Linked DNA regions of Muntiacus reevesi: region 2 is linked to region 1. Evidence: chromatin contacts called from public Hi-C data. All regions are on one chromosome and are shown on one strand. Each heading gives the region's core, a stretch centred on a gene start, on an enhancer-like site or on the middle of the called end of the contact. The rest is flanking DNA. Distances are from core to core; before and after follow the strand shown. Region 1 holds the start of ERI1 (exoribonuclease 1). Region 2 holds the start of TNKS (tankyrase).

The links. A called contact is a pair of places that touch in the nucleus more often than the background predicts.
Region 2: a contact with region 1 is called in a Hi-C map of muscle, with 6 times the contacts expected there. The contact joins the promoter of TNKS here to the promoter of ERI1 in region 1. A contact is called at or near these places in 2 of 3 Hi-C or Micro-C datasets (blood and muscle).

Annotation. Positions count from the first base shown.
Region 1 is chr10:66,219,976-66,224,249 of mMunRee1.1, reverse strand. It overlaps ERI1 (exoribonuclease 1), which reads right to left and starts at 1,820. Exons shown (of 6, transcript XM_065946859.1): 1 at 1,549-1,820. The coding sequence starts at 1,656.
Region 2 is chr10:66,648,249-66,652,522 of mMunRee1.1, reverse strand. It overlaps TNKS (tankyrase), which reads right to left and starts at 2,146. Exons shown (of 27, transcript XM_065946583.1): 1 at 1,445-2,146. The coding sequence starts at 2,117.

The DNA.
Region 1 (4,274 bases), core at 571-3,070:
TCCATTATTTTATTGCCCCCAAAACCCCTGCAGATTACCTGTTTTTTTAAAAAAGCCTCTGAATCTACACATTAAAGAAATCAGAAGCAGAATTAAACTTGATTAAAATCTTTCCCAAAGAAGAGTTCTGATGAAATTTGAACCTACTTCGTTAAAAAAACATAAAAATGTAATACCTATTCATTTGTGAAAATACTTTTGTTGATATAAAGGATAAAAAAAATTTACTTAGCTGAAATCCAAACTTGCTTACTTAAGCCTGAAAAAAAAAAGGACTGTATCATCATTTATTAAAAGCATCCAACAACAGGTTTTTAACAAATATGACAGTCACTAAAACCAACCAGGAACACAGATTCGGGCCTTGAGTCACTATAGCTCAGTTCTGTTTGTTTTTAGCTCAAAGTTTTAAGATATTTAAATAAAGTGTATTCAATCACGCTACTCTCATTAAACATAAACTTTTAAAAATTATTTTTGTACAACTCACATGACGATGTTATTGACAGTATCTTAAACTGAAGAAGGATGGCAGAGTAGAAATGGTTCTTTAGAGAAGAGATATGGAGGCCTCTCTGAAAGTATCATCATAAGGTGAACCAGATAACTATTCAAAGACTCAGGGCAAAGAAAGCACACAAAAGACCTTTAACAAGAAAGACCACCCACCATAACACCAAGGATGGTGGCCACTGAGAGCAAGTGGGAAGAGGTACAGCTAACAATGGAGGTAGGAGCCAAGTCCTGGGGCTGGCAAACTGAAGATTTAGGAGGGGAGAAACCCAGTCAGATTCATGTTACTAAAGATTATTCCAGCTGCTATGTGGAGAATTGACTGTAGGTGGAAAGAGCAAAAGTTAGGACGCCTCCTCCAACTACCCACACTACGAGGCACTGAGTATTTCTATATTATTAATAGAAAATGACCAGTTTTGGTATTATTTACAGTCTGCAGCTAGTCAACAATAATTATACCTATCAAAGATGATGATTAAAGACGTTTTAAGACCGTCTTTACAACTTTGTCACTGTAGGATCTACCACTGAGCTGTCAAAATCATTAACAACATCACTCATACATTATGTTTATACGAAGCAGGAGTAAAATGGTCCAAAAACCATAGACGAAGTCCCAGCCAACAGGCACAGTTACCTTCTGCCGAGGCTGGGAGATGGTCTTAAAAGTCTTAAGGAGTGACATACTTGGAGCTGAGGTGAGATTTCTAAAAACAAAAACTACCAATTACAGACCAGGGCTACCTGGAATGACGATAGCAACCGTGTAACCGATTGTTAACTCAGAAAGTTTAGAGCAGAATTACCACTCAGACGTCTAAAACCTCAGTTCGCACACTCAGTTCGTCTGGGCTGTTGACTTACTTCCAGACGGTACCTGGAACTAGAAAGGGCTCAATGACAACTACCCCCAGAGAACGGCTCCCGCAGCTGAGGCCAGGAAAGGCGGCCAGGGCTAGGGTCCCAGGGCGCACGGGCTGCGGTTCCCGCAGGAAACCCTCTTAATTCAGGGGCGCGCGGGCAGATTCTTACCTCGGGATTCGGACGCTGGGCTTCGTCCCCGCACTCCGACCCGGGAGACGCGCGACGCCCGGGAGCCACGGCCTCGCCGCCAGGCTGGAGGGTCTGCTCATTCTCCATGTTGCGTGTCACGTCAGAAGGGAGCTGCTGGAGCCCGCCACTCGCTCACTCTCACCCGTCTAAGCCCGAAAGCCTAGCCTTTCTCCGTTGAAAAATTACCGGGCTCGCGTTCCCGCGGCGGCGGCCACACAAACTCGAGCGGGTACCTCCCACTTCCGGGAACGTGAGGCGTCCAGACGCCGCGCAGGCGCAGTGAGCCGGCGCGCGGAACGCGAGGGCTTCCGTCGACGGGGGCTGGAGAAACGAGGAGGGAGGGGCAAGAAGAAAGGTGGGAGGGGCCAAGCGGGAGGGAGGCGCGCGCGGGAGAAAGAGGACGCTGCCGGCGCGGAGTGGAAGCGGCGCCAGGGTCCGGACTCTGGTCCTTGGAGCAGACCACCAGAGGAAATGATCCATCACCAACTCCTGAGAAGTAAACGAGGAGTGCCCTAGTGAGAGGTGAATTTTAACCACAGAAAATAACGTTTATAAAACAATCTGCGTTTTCCACAAGGCATTTAAGACGCCCACTACTGGACAAGAAGAAATGGGTCTGGGACTTATTGAGAAACTGAGCAATGTGAAAATAACTGTTTTCAGACATCGGACGGCAGGCAGATCCAGTCCTTTTACCTGAAAGAAGAGAAACAAATGAGATGAGCCGGGTATGACTCTGGGTCTCTGTCCAGAGGCAGTTTCCAGTTTGCAAGTACAAGAGGAACTTAAACAGAGCCTAGGGTCTCCCTGAGACGACAGGTCTTACCGAATGGAGTAGACGGTGATTGGATTTTGGGGAGACCAAATTGGTTGGAATTTATGAGGCCGAGTTCATGGAGAAAAAGCTTCAGAAATCTGCATCTTTAACTGAATAAAAATCAGTGAATATGTTCTGTGACTATTCCACAAGGCCAGGAAAGAGCAATTATGGGGGAGCAGTAAGCCAAACAATTTTCAGAGTTCACAGGACTAGGAATCATTTGAGTTCCCTGGAGCCAGAGTGGGGAGACTGTTGAATACAGTTGTTGAATGGAATATGCAATAGAGACCCTCGAAATGTCATCCCTTAGTAGTGACATAAACTAGCCCTAGACTCTGGGGTCTAAAGGAAAAGCTATTGTAGACCCCTCAAAAGCTTAAAGAGAAAATCTTAAAAACAGTAGTGAAAAAAGGCACATTATGCACAGAGAAATAATAGTAAGTTTTCATAGACTTCTTATTAGAAACTGCAAGCTAAAAGAAAATGATATGACAACTTTAAAGTGCAAAACAAAACTGTCAACTTGGAATTCTATACTCAACAGGATGAAACAAAGACTTTTTCAGACAAACAAGTCCAGGAAAGCCACATCCTGAAGCAGAACCATCCCAGCTGACTTGCAGTCTTTGGGAGGAAGAAAATTAAATGCTTATTGTAAGCCACTAGGATGGTTTGTTATTCTGCATTATTATAAAAATAATTAATGAGTATAGGATCACTTCAAGGCCCATGGCAGTGGGCGAGGACATATAATTCCCTAACGGCAAAAGGGACACAATTGGAAATCTACCACCAATTTTTTACTTCTGAAATCACCTGCTTCTTTCTAAGTGGACTGTATTTTTTCTCTTGTAACTACAGACTCACCTTTGTGTTTATAAACAAAGGTTTATAGAGTTAAAAATCACAAAGATTTATAAAGCACAGCTCTGATCATCTCTTTTTCCTAGGGTTTATTTGTTTTCAGATAATGATTGTGAGTCCTGACATACAACTACAGAAAATTAATAAGAATTGCTAATTGCATCTCTCTCAAAGAAAAAATGCTCCAGTAAACACTTATCAGGATTCACAATATGTGAACATTAGTAAGTGCTAACTACAAATTTTCTGCTTGAACTTTTTGATTTAATTATTGTATCTCAGTTGTTAAGCAAAGAAGATTCACTACCAAGGATTGGTTGATCATTTCTCTACACTTCAGATGATGAGCTTATACCTTAGTACTGTTGCCAGTATCTATGGAAAGGCTAAGATACAATAACCATTCACTTATTCAGCAAAGATTTATGGAGCATCTTCTACCTGCCAGGAATGAGCACTGAACAAAATGACAAAAACTCTGCATGAGTTTATGTTCAGGAAGTGAAATAAAGGCAACAAACAAAAGAAATAAGCAAAACATTTACATATGGAGGAAAATTAAGCAGGTAAGAGGAAGGTGGGGATGATTCTGTGGGAAAGGGTCTTGGAGTTTAAATAGAATGGTTATGGGAGGTCTCTCTGATGATGTGCTACTTGGGCAAAGCCCTGAAGGAGGGAAGGAGCCAACTGTGAGGCTCTCTAAGGGAAGAGAATTGCAGGCAGTGCAAACAACAAATGAAAAGGCCCAGCGCTGACAACGTGCCTGGAATGTTCAAGAAATAGCACCATATTTCACGCTTTCCTTTCGCTGTATGGTATCAGCATGCAGGAGACCCATGTTCTGTAAATGGTGATTTTGCTGTTACTCTCCAGGTACATCTAGGGAAAAATTCCAATAATTCCAATGCCTTCCACCTAAGAAAATGACTTCCCCAAATTGGACAGCTCAAGGGGGAGAGCCTTCCTAAATGTTTCAGGTGTGGCCCAAGCCTAAAAGAGGGGTTTTAGAATCAGTTTTTCT
Region 2 (4,274 bases), core at 897-3,396, 430 kb before region 1:
TGCAAAAAAAAAAAAAAGTGTGAACATTACTCTTGGAGTGTATATGCCCCCAATTACTACTTCTCCCCAAACACTGCAAAGTGAAAACTCCATAAAAATTACTCACAAAAATGAAAAGTGATCTTAAACCAAGTATAATTGTTTAACCTGGACTTCACACATTCCAAAATCAAACTAAATTTAAATCCAGGTTCCACTACTTCTTATGTGAATTTAGGATTATTTAAGCTGTACATGCTTCACTTCTGTCATCTGTAAAATGAGGATAAAAATATTTCCCGAGTTCTGGTAGAAATAAACAATACATTAAGTTCTTAACATATGCTTTACATTAACAGAACAAACTCAAAGAGTGGTATATATTAAAATACAGCATGAAACTTAACAGAAGTTATCTTCAGAGTATGATCTTTGATGTTTATGTGCGATGCTTTTTTCATTTCATATATTTCTGTACTATATGAATGTACACATAACATACACATTTCTAATGTAATATTTCTAAGGTTTATAATCTTTATTTTTTTAATGTCAATAGGAAGTATCTAGGCAAGGAGATTATGACCCTTTTTGTTTTAAATTTCTCTGTATTTTATAAAACCATGTTAGCTGTTTTTAAAAGAAAACAATTACTTGCTTAAAAAAAAAGTGTACAGTGGTCTATGTTTTAGGAATAAGTACCTTCGGGGGAGAACTTAAGTCTCAGATACTTCTCACTAAATCCTCACACAATCCCCATATACATTTTTGCCCATGAGGAGATGGAGGCTACTGAGATAAGGAAAATTATGTTACACAACCAACAGACAGCAGTTGCCAGAACTTGAAAGCCTTTTCTTCTGCCATCACATAATGCAACCAAATATTTTTCTACAGCTGTTTCACATAGGCACATTTTGATCTACCAAATCGGACTGTACACTACCTCAAAAGGGGAGAAAGTTTCACTAACTTCATTTAAGTCTCACATTTAAGTCTCTTATATTAATGATAAGGTTACGATAGCTACTTAACACTTGTTGAGTTTTATTAAACTTCTCTTGGGCTAGTTTGTCCTCATGCGACATTACTCCTGTAAAAAGGAAATGAGTAAACGCACGACAAAACTATTCTAACACTGCTTAGATCTAACTTTATTCCGACACACTCGGAACTGAAAAAGTTTAAGTATATCCATGTCCTGAGACGACCACTACGGGAGGTTGGGGATGAGCACGAGGATCACTGTGCAAACTAAAAAGAAGGGACTCACACGTTCCCCTACCACGCCCCCGTCACCCTGACACCACCTAAAGAAAGGAATCTCAAGGCTTCCCGAGAAGTACTGAGGCATCATCACCACGCCCCCATCGTTCCCATCATCATAACTCGTTTTCTTTCCCTACCCGGACCCTCCAGTGCCAAACACCAAAACCCTTAATAAACAATTCAAAAAGTCTCTGACCTGCAGCGAAGTGCAGGGGAGAAGACTTCCGGCCGGCCATGTCCTTAGCATTCACGTTTGCCGCGTCCACCAGCCTCTTTACCCGGGACACGTCCCCATTGCGACAGGCCTCCAACAGTTCCCGCAGGGCCCCGCTCACTGCTGGGACCCCTGGCCCCGGGCCCGCAGCCCCAGGCCCCAGTGGTGCTGTGGTGCTAACTCCGGTCGCCTCGGGGCTCTCCGCCAAGCTCGATCCGGGGGAGGATGGAGAGGAAGAGGAGGAAGAAGTCGGGGAAGAAGAGGACGACGGTGAATTGTTACTGCCGCCGCCGGCTGGGTTAGGAGCGACCCCGACGGCAGATGAGGCAGAAACCGCCGGGACCACGGGAGCGGCGGCGACCGTACAGATTGTGCTCGTGGGACTGCAACAGCTGGCACTGTCAGCCGGGTCCGGGGATCTGGGCCTGTCGGGCGGATCCCGACTGCCATCCCCCTCCGGCAGCGCTAGGCCGTGCCTCGGGGAGGCGAACGGGGCCAGGCTGCCCACCGTAGGGGAGGCCGGGGTGGTCCCAGGGGCCAGGCCCGGGCTGAGTGGGGGGGGAGGTGGAGGCGGCGGCGCCGAAGCCCCTGGGGCGGGCTGGAGCTGTTGTTGATGATGGTGGTGATGATGCTGAGAGCGACGCGACGCCGCCATCTTCGGACTCCCCCAGCTCTGTCACTGCGGCAACGGCCCCACCGCCCGCCCTCACTTCCGACTGCCGGACCAATTAGCGCCCAGCGCACAGGAAATGATGCTGGAGAAGTGGGCGGGGTCAAAGGGTGGGAGGGCAGTATTGGGAGCTCCGAGCCCCTCCGCGGAAGGGGGCGTGGCTTCGTCGCCGAGGGGCGGGATTTGTGACGCCTTCGCGGGCTGGCCGGGGAGATTTGAAAACTGGAACTAGCCTAGGCTTAAGTGAGAAACTTTTCCTGCATTTCTCGCTTTGAACTTGCTTACCTTACCCTGTTCCGTTCTGTTGCCAAGTCTCCTTCAGTCTTCCTTGTCTTGCGGCAGAACCTGCGTGAGATGGAACTCTGTGCAAGGTATGTATCATTTATCAAATGTCAAGTGCCCCTGTCTGAAAAATGAGCTAGTATCTATCTCACAGAATTGTTAGCGGAATTAAATGAGCTAACATTTACAAAATGTTGTCTGCTTCCCTTGTGGTTCAGATGGTAAAGATCTGCCTGCAATGCAGGAGACTCAAGTTTGATTCCTGGGTCGGAAAGATCCCCTGGAGAAGGGAATGACAACCCACTCCAGTATTCTTGCCTGGAGGATCTCGTGGACAGAGGAGCCTGGTGGGCTACAGTCCATGGGGTCGCAAAGAGTCGGACACGACTGAGCGACTAACACACATAATTAGCCCACTGGTAAAAAAAAAAAAAAAAAAATTAATGCAGCCTTCTCCCCCTCTCAGTTAATACCTTGGTCTCTATATCCCCTCTCTATGAGAGTTCTCACTCTATGTGCTTTGTTAAGTACCTCGTTTTACAATAGAAGTTCAGATTGCAAGGATTGAAATTCAGGCTCTGCCATGAACGAGCTATGTAGATTTGGGCAAGCTATTTAACCCCTCTGTGTCTTAGGTTCCCCTCTGCAAAATGGAATTAATAGTTCAATAAATATTAACTACTAAAGTTATGTTTTTTTCTGTTCTGTTACCTCTGTGCTTTCATTTCTCACCTTAAACTCCACTGAAATAATGACAAACATGTTCGTTTCTTTTGAATTCTTTTTAGGGGACCTTCTCTGTTCCTCTCATCCCTCTTCCCTCTCCTTCTCAAACTAAGATAAAAACCGGCTTACTACACCCATCACTCACCATCAGAAGCCATTCTTCAGCAATATCTTTCTCTTTCCTCTGCCTATACCTTCCTTTTTTTATTGTCTACCATCAAAAGAAATGTATCAATGATTTGGATCATCTCATTAAGGTCTCCATTTCCTGCTTCTTATTTAATAGTAAAGTAGGCATTATGGAAATTTAGAAAAATAGCATTATTCCAAGAGAGTAGACATAGATGGAGATTCTGTGTCTTAAGAAATGCCCAAGATTTAGATGGGTCAGGTAGAAATTGCATTTTGCAGAATACTAAACCACATGATAAACTGTCCTTTCACATGTTCATTATTCAGTGTAATTAGTGTGATGCTAACATTCCCATCCAAATAAGTAGGTAAGTTTATTTATGACTACCGTTAAATACAATAAGGTCAAAAACATAATTAATGTTATGAATGACATTTATTGCCATCTAGTTTGTGGTTACAGATTATAATACTAACATTATCTGTCTGATAAATTTGTGCCATTGTTCACATATTGACAAATGTGTGACTGGATAGAAAAACTTCCCTCGGTGTAACTAAAATCTGTTCACACATTCTTCTGGTTTTGAATCTTAATGGACAGCACGAGGTGGCATTGAGGAGCTGGTGAATCAGCATGTGCATAGATGTCCATAACTCCCCTTTGGCCCCTTTACTGTGACCCTGTCCCTGAATGGGAACACAGGAATTATGTTACCTGCTACCCTGATGGCCAGTTACTGATAGTAGTGTTCACCCTAATTCAAAATGCATCTGTCTGTTTATCTGTACAAAATAAACTTAAAAGTTTCTGCTGGATAGAGATTTTTTAAAAAGGCTGAATTGCCGGAAACTATTCTATGCTTACTCCTTGGAAGGAAAGTTATGACCAACCTAGACAGCATATTAAAAAGCAGAGACATTACTTTGCCAACAAAAGTCCGTCTAGTCAAGGCTATGGTTTTCCCAGTGGTCACGTATGGATGTGAGAGTTAGACTGTG